Regions from separate parts of the Sus scrofa genome. Here region 2 is linked to region 1. The links are chromatin contacts, called in public Hi-C maps. All regions are on one chromosome and are shown on one strand. The core of a region is the stretch at or near the end of the contact, and the rest is flanking DNA. Distances in the headings are between cores, read along the strand shown. Region 1 holds the start of TM9SF1 (transmembrane 9 superfamily member 1). Region 2 holds the start of DCAF11 (DDB1- and CUL4-associated factor 11).

Region 1 (2,780 bases), core at 97-2,596:
GGCACGTTATTAGTCCCTGGCAGGGAGGGCTAAGTTCTAGTCAATGTGGAGAGGCTGACCTGCGCGGAATTGAGCTGCATGTGGCATAGAATTCTCTTCTCCACATTCTCCCGAAAGCGGATCTCGTACAAAGACTCAGCCATTCGGTCCCCATCCAGCACTTCACCCAGGCTAAGGCTTTTGTGACGAATCTTCTCAGGACAGCATACTGGAAGCTGATAGTAGTGGTAAGTCTCCTGAGGGTTATGATAAGGTCCCACTTTGTTGACATACAGAATGACGGGGTCGCCGGCCTTGTAGTGTGTCACACCTTCCACCCCTGGCTCACGGCCTGTGCCCAGCAGCAGCAAGAGTGGCAACCACCGGCAGCTCCAACTTCGAAGGTGCCCTAGAACTGTCATCCTTAGGCAGCGGAACCTGTTTGGGGGAATCCTGCAGTTATCGGAACCAGGGTCAAACGACGCCCAATGGCTCCAATTCCTCCCCTTGGCCCTTCCGACCCTCCCTCAGGAGGCCACCTCCCCAACCGCCACACCACACCACGTCTCTAAACCGAACACTGGGCTCTGCCTCTGCTCCCTAGTCTTCTCAACCTGGGGTACCCCCTCTGCTAGCCCTTCTGCTCCGGACCTCCCCGCGCGCCCCAGCCCGTTTCCATGGCAACGCCACGCGGCCTCGCACCTTCCCGCCGCAGCCCCAGGGTGCTCTCCGCGCGGGAAGGGCTGGCCGAGGCGCCGCCAGCGGCCTCTGCCGCCCCGCAGCAGCCCTTGCGCTCTTGCCGGGGTCTCCCCCAGAGCGGCGCGCTAGCGGGGGCCTGGAGAGGACCCGACGACTGACCTCCACGGGGCTGGCCGCTGCAGTGCCTGATCGCAGCGGCTGCGATCACACCGCGAGACACCGCTCCCAGCTCACTTAAGGGTTCTGCAAGGAGCTTTCCACTGCCAGAGGCCGGGCCCGGCTCTGGAGCCCCCGCGAGGCTTGCCTAGCCTGTCGCTTGGCAGGGGGCCCTCCAGGCGATCGGAAGGGCAGCTCAGGACACGTCAGTCTTACCACTTCCGCCTTCACCCGCGGGGACCTCGGCCCCTTCCTGGAGCCAGCAGGGGGCCACGCCCCCCCCGCGGCCGTTGCTGTTCCAATCCTTCCCGCTTTCCCCGGGAGGGGGCTGCGGTTGAGAACTGGCTTTGGGGACACAGACGCCCCTTTTGGATAAGAGTCGCCGCCAAGCGGGCCGCCTGTTCCCGGCAAGGTTTGGGTTGGACGCCTGAGAACAGTTCCCGCAGCGCGCCCAGTGACTACCCAGGACACCGAGCCCGGGCGGCGGCTGCGCCCACACCTGGTGTACGTCCGAAGCATTTGCGGGCTCAACCAATGGGACTCGCCACCCACTGCTGAGGCCAAGCCCCGAGAGGCGGTTCAGGGCCCCCAGCCCGGGCGGGTGTGAGGCTTTGGGCGTCGCTATGCTAGGACAGCGAGGACACAGCCCATGAAAGGATCGCAGAGTCTGGATCTCACCTGACTATTGCTCTACCAACCGTCATGAGTGGCCTCTCGCCCCAAACCAAATATGTGATACATCTTCCGAAGACTGTACTGGAGCCATGATCTTTTAACGACCGTCCTGTGTCCAGCGATAGCTGAGCCTGGGCCAGGTCTGGTGTAGAAGCACGCAAAGAAATAGGATGTTTGCACTTTTACCCCGTGAGTTGGGCACCCTGACACTTAATGTAAATTGCAGGTAAAGAATCTCAACATGCTTTGATTTCTGTGTCTTTATTTTTATTTACCTGTGTGTATGTGTTTGAGCCTCGCTTAATTTTGTTTTTTGGGTTTGTTTGTTTTTGCTTTTTAGGGCCGCACCCGAGGCATATGGAGGTTCCCAGGCTATGGGTCTAATCGGAGCCTACACCACAGCCACAGCAACGCCAGATCCAGCAGTGTCTGCAACCTACACCACAGCTGACAGCAACGCCGGGTCCTTAACCCACTGAGCGAGGCCAGGGATGGAACCCGAAACCTCACACTTCCTAATCAGATTCGTTTCCGTTGCGCCAGGATGGGAACTCTGCCTTTCTTAATTTTGTATCGCAGATTACTCTGGAAAAGTTTACACTCATTTGTCAAGGGATCTGCCATTAGGCAAATTACCCTGGAGATCAAAACCCAGGACTGTGACTTCGTTTGGCCCCCTGGGAGCAACATGTCGGGAAGCTGACTTAGGGGTCCCTCTCCCTGAGTAAAGACAGCTACAAGTCTCGAGTTGCTTATGGCTTGAAAAGTCCTTCATTTACTCACTTCAGCCCTCCTCTCCACAGGAGGAGGTTCAGATCCTGGAAGTAGGAGACTAAGATTTTTGGACAAAGAATTTTGTAATTAGAAAAGTAAGCTAGAGTGGCTTTGGGATAGTCTTGTATATGACAATCATCTGGTCTCTAAACCTGGGCCTCTTTCACAATTAACCACACCGCCCCACCCCCACCCCACCGCTAAAATCAGTGCCACCAAGGTTCCTCTGCTTTTCTCTCAAATATCTTCGAAATTGCTCTCCATGCTGCCTAGGTTCTGGCCCCATGCCCTCACTTAAAATATGACAACCATCTTGCTAGCCTCTTAGTCACCTCTCCCCTTGGATCCATTTTCCACACTGCTGCTGTAAGGATTTTTTTTCTTTTTTAATCTTAAGGATGTCCTATTTCCTGCAGCAGTGATTCTTTTTTTTTTTTTTAATACAAGTTTTAAATGTTACTTTCCATATGCAGTTATTACAAAATATTGGCTATATT
Region 2 (2,780 bases), core at 95-2,594, 77 kb before region 1:
GAACCATAATTTATTTAACCTGTAGCAGTGCGTTTGGATCTTTTGTTTCCAGTGTCTTACTACGGTCAATAATTGCTCTGTGGGGAGTTCCCTGTCATGGCGCAGCGGAAACTAATCCAACTAGAATCCAGGAGGACGCCTGTTAGATCCCTGGCCTCACTCAGTGGGGTAAAGGATCCGGCGTTGCTGTGACTGTGGTGTAGGCCGGCAGCTGTAGCTCCAATTTAACCCCTGGCCTGGGAACCTTCATATGTCGGGGGGGGGGGGCGGCCCAAAGAGCAGAAGAAAAAAAAAAAAGAATTTCAAAGTGTGATAACAGAACATTAAACCAAGCGTGGGTTCTGTACAGGTCGCACACCCATGAAGCTGGCCCTGGTGACCAGAGATAATAAGCTAGCTCTGATCTAGCGATCTAGAAACCAAGGGGTATCACCAGAAGGATAACCACACCCTCGCCTACCCAGGGAGAGTGAGCCCCAGGAGAGCCCAAATTAAAGCCCGCCTCCCTCATCCCTCCTGCCCTCAGGAGGCTCTGGGCAGCACTTTTAATTAAGCGTCCCGGCTGGGGGCACTGAGAGGCAGCTTGGACCCCGGGCCTAGGCGCCCAGCACGGTCAATCGACCCACAACCCCCCAGCCTGGGCGAGGATCCCTAGGTACACAAGTCTCGTCCTTGAACTCTGCCGAGTTACTCATAAACCCGGAGGAAGGGGTAGGAGGGGGTAGGAGGCGCCGCGCGTGCACACCCTGGTCCTGCGCAGAGGCGCCCCAAGGACAGAGGGTCTAAGGAAAGTCTTCGAATCCTCCCAGGGTTAGGGTTAGGGTTAGAATCAGAGGCGAACTGACCATAATGAAAGGTCAGTGAGGACCCGCGGATGCACTAGGGAGCGTCTACAAAGACTGCGAAGCCAGGGGTCATCTAAAAAGTTGCCTGAGTGACTAACGGAAGGTCTAGAAAGGGCGGTCCCCAAGAGAACAAGGCTTCCGGAAGCTACGCCCGGAAGGGAGGGTGTGAAGGCCTAGGTGCATCTGTGACGCGAACGCATTCCCAAAAGAGCCGCGCACCGCTTAGGACCGGACCGGCTGAAGCTGCAGCCTGAGAAAAAAAGCAGTGCTAGAGAGCGAAGTGGGGGCGGGGGAGGGGGTCGTGCCTAGGGGAGGAAAGAGAGGCCCCTTAGAGATCCTCTGAAAAGTGCGAAGCTAAATGTTGTTAAGGGACTGACAGCAAATTATTTCCCTTGTTAAGACACCTCTGGGCAGCGAATCACAAACTTCTTTTGTAAGCCCCGCCCCTCGCCCATGAGGTCTAGTTCCGTTGTTTCTGATTCAAGAAGCAGCCAGTTCCGCACTTAACGCCTCCCAACCAGAAGCGACCGCTCCTCCTGGATCGCGCGCTTTCCCCTCCCCTAGCACTCATCACACACTTTCTCCCGCCCATCTGTCAATCACCGCTCTCAGCTGTCCAGTGAGCGGGCCAAGGGGGCGGGGCCGTCAGGGGCGTCGCGTGACGTTGCAGTCCGCCGGCGGCAGAGCCTGGAGATGCGTGACGAAGGAAGCGCGTGACGAAGGAGCTGTTGGCCGACGCCGGAGGGCAGTCGGTGTAAACAAGGCCTTGCGCCGCTGCGGGTCCTGAGACCTCTCCTGGCTGGTGGGTGGTCTCTCGCAGGCCTACCCCCCTTAGCTTACACATCCCTGGCACACCACGTGGGCGTGAGGCGAGGAAGGAGGGGGTTAAGTGGAGTTTTAACTTCATTGGTTGTCGCTGCCGCCGGCTTTTGGGAGGGAGTGTGCTGATTGGCCGGTAAGGGGGGCGTCGGGGGGTCCTAAGGCTTCTGATTGGTTAGATGGGATAAGCTAATGAGGCGCTTTCTTCTGCGAGGGTTTTTGATTGGTCGGCCTGAGAGGTTACCTGGGAATCCACCCCACCCTCAGGGACTTTGATAGGTGAGTTTGAGGTAGAAAACTGAGAAATTCCTCTTCAAAGGATTCTTACTGGTGAGCTAAGGTCACGCCCTAGACTTCACTCTGTTTTTTTTTGCTTCACAGGATTGGGAAAGGTTTGTGTTCCCGAAGCTTTGGGAGTTGTTACAGGCCAAGGAGAAGGGTTCTCAGTCCCTAAGAAGTGTAGCCTTCCTAGTTATAGCTACCGCCGTACCTCAGGAGACCCTGGTATTTCTAGAGCAGGGTTTGCTTTCATCAAACCCAAGGAGGTGACAGGAGGAGTCCCTGCACAGGACTTAAGGATGCTGTGACCAGAAGATGGGATCACGGAACAGCAGCAGTGCAGGAACTGGGTCCGGAGACCCCTCCGAGGGCTTGCCCCGAAGAGGGGCTGGCCTGCGTCGGAGTGAGGAAGAGGAAGAGGAGGATGAAGATGTGGATCTGGCCCAGGTACTGGCCTATCTCCTACGCAGGTAACTTACCCTCTGGTGTGTCCCCACCAGGCGCCACCACAGTCCCTTGATCCCAGCTCCAATCAGGGAAGTTACAGATAATAGGAAGTGGGATTATCCCAGGACTACCTTTCTGTTTGAGCAGAACATCCCTCCCTGCTGGACACTCAGGGCACTCAGCTTCATACCCAGTAAGAGTGGGTTTTGCCTAGGGAGGGTCAGCTAGATGACTTGCTCTTATGTTTGAGGGAACTGTTCAGGGGAGTCTTTTTAGTTATGACTACACAAATGTAGATTATTTTTCACGTAAATAAGAAATGGGGGGGGCGGTTGCCTGGTGGAAAAGGAATGATGTGAGGGTTGAAAAGTGCTGGGAAGGTGGGTATTG

What was found. A called contact is a pair of places that touch in the nucleus more often than the background predicts.
Region 2: a contact with region 1 is called in a Hi-C map of liver, with 2.6 times the contacts expected there. The contact joins the promoter of DCAF11 here to the promoter of TM9SF1 in region 1. A contact is called at or near these places in 2 of 5 promoter capture datasets (fetal liver and liver), 2 of 47 Hi-C or Micro-C datasets (heart right ventricle and liver) and 2 of 2 datasets of contacts at active chromatin or transcription factors (alveolar macrophages and skeletal muscle).

The regions. Positions count from the first base shown.
Region 1 is chr7:75,102,537-75,105,316 of Sscrofa11.1, reverse strand. TM9SF1 (transmembrane 9 superfamily member 1) reads right to left here and starts at 1,346. Exons shown (of 6, transcript XM_013978190.2): 1 at 1,051-1,346; 2 at 60-417. The coding sequence starts at 401. It also overlaps a transcript of TSSK4 not described here.
Region 2 is chr7:75,179,701-75,182,480 of Sscrofa11.1, reverse strand. DCAF11 (DDB1- and CUL4-associated factor 11) reads left to right here and starts at 1,344. Exons shown (of 15, transcript XM_001928359.5): 1 at 1,344-1,943; 2 at 2,046-2,413. The coding sequence starts at 2,259.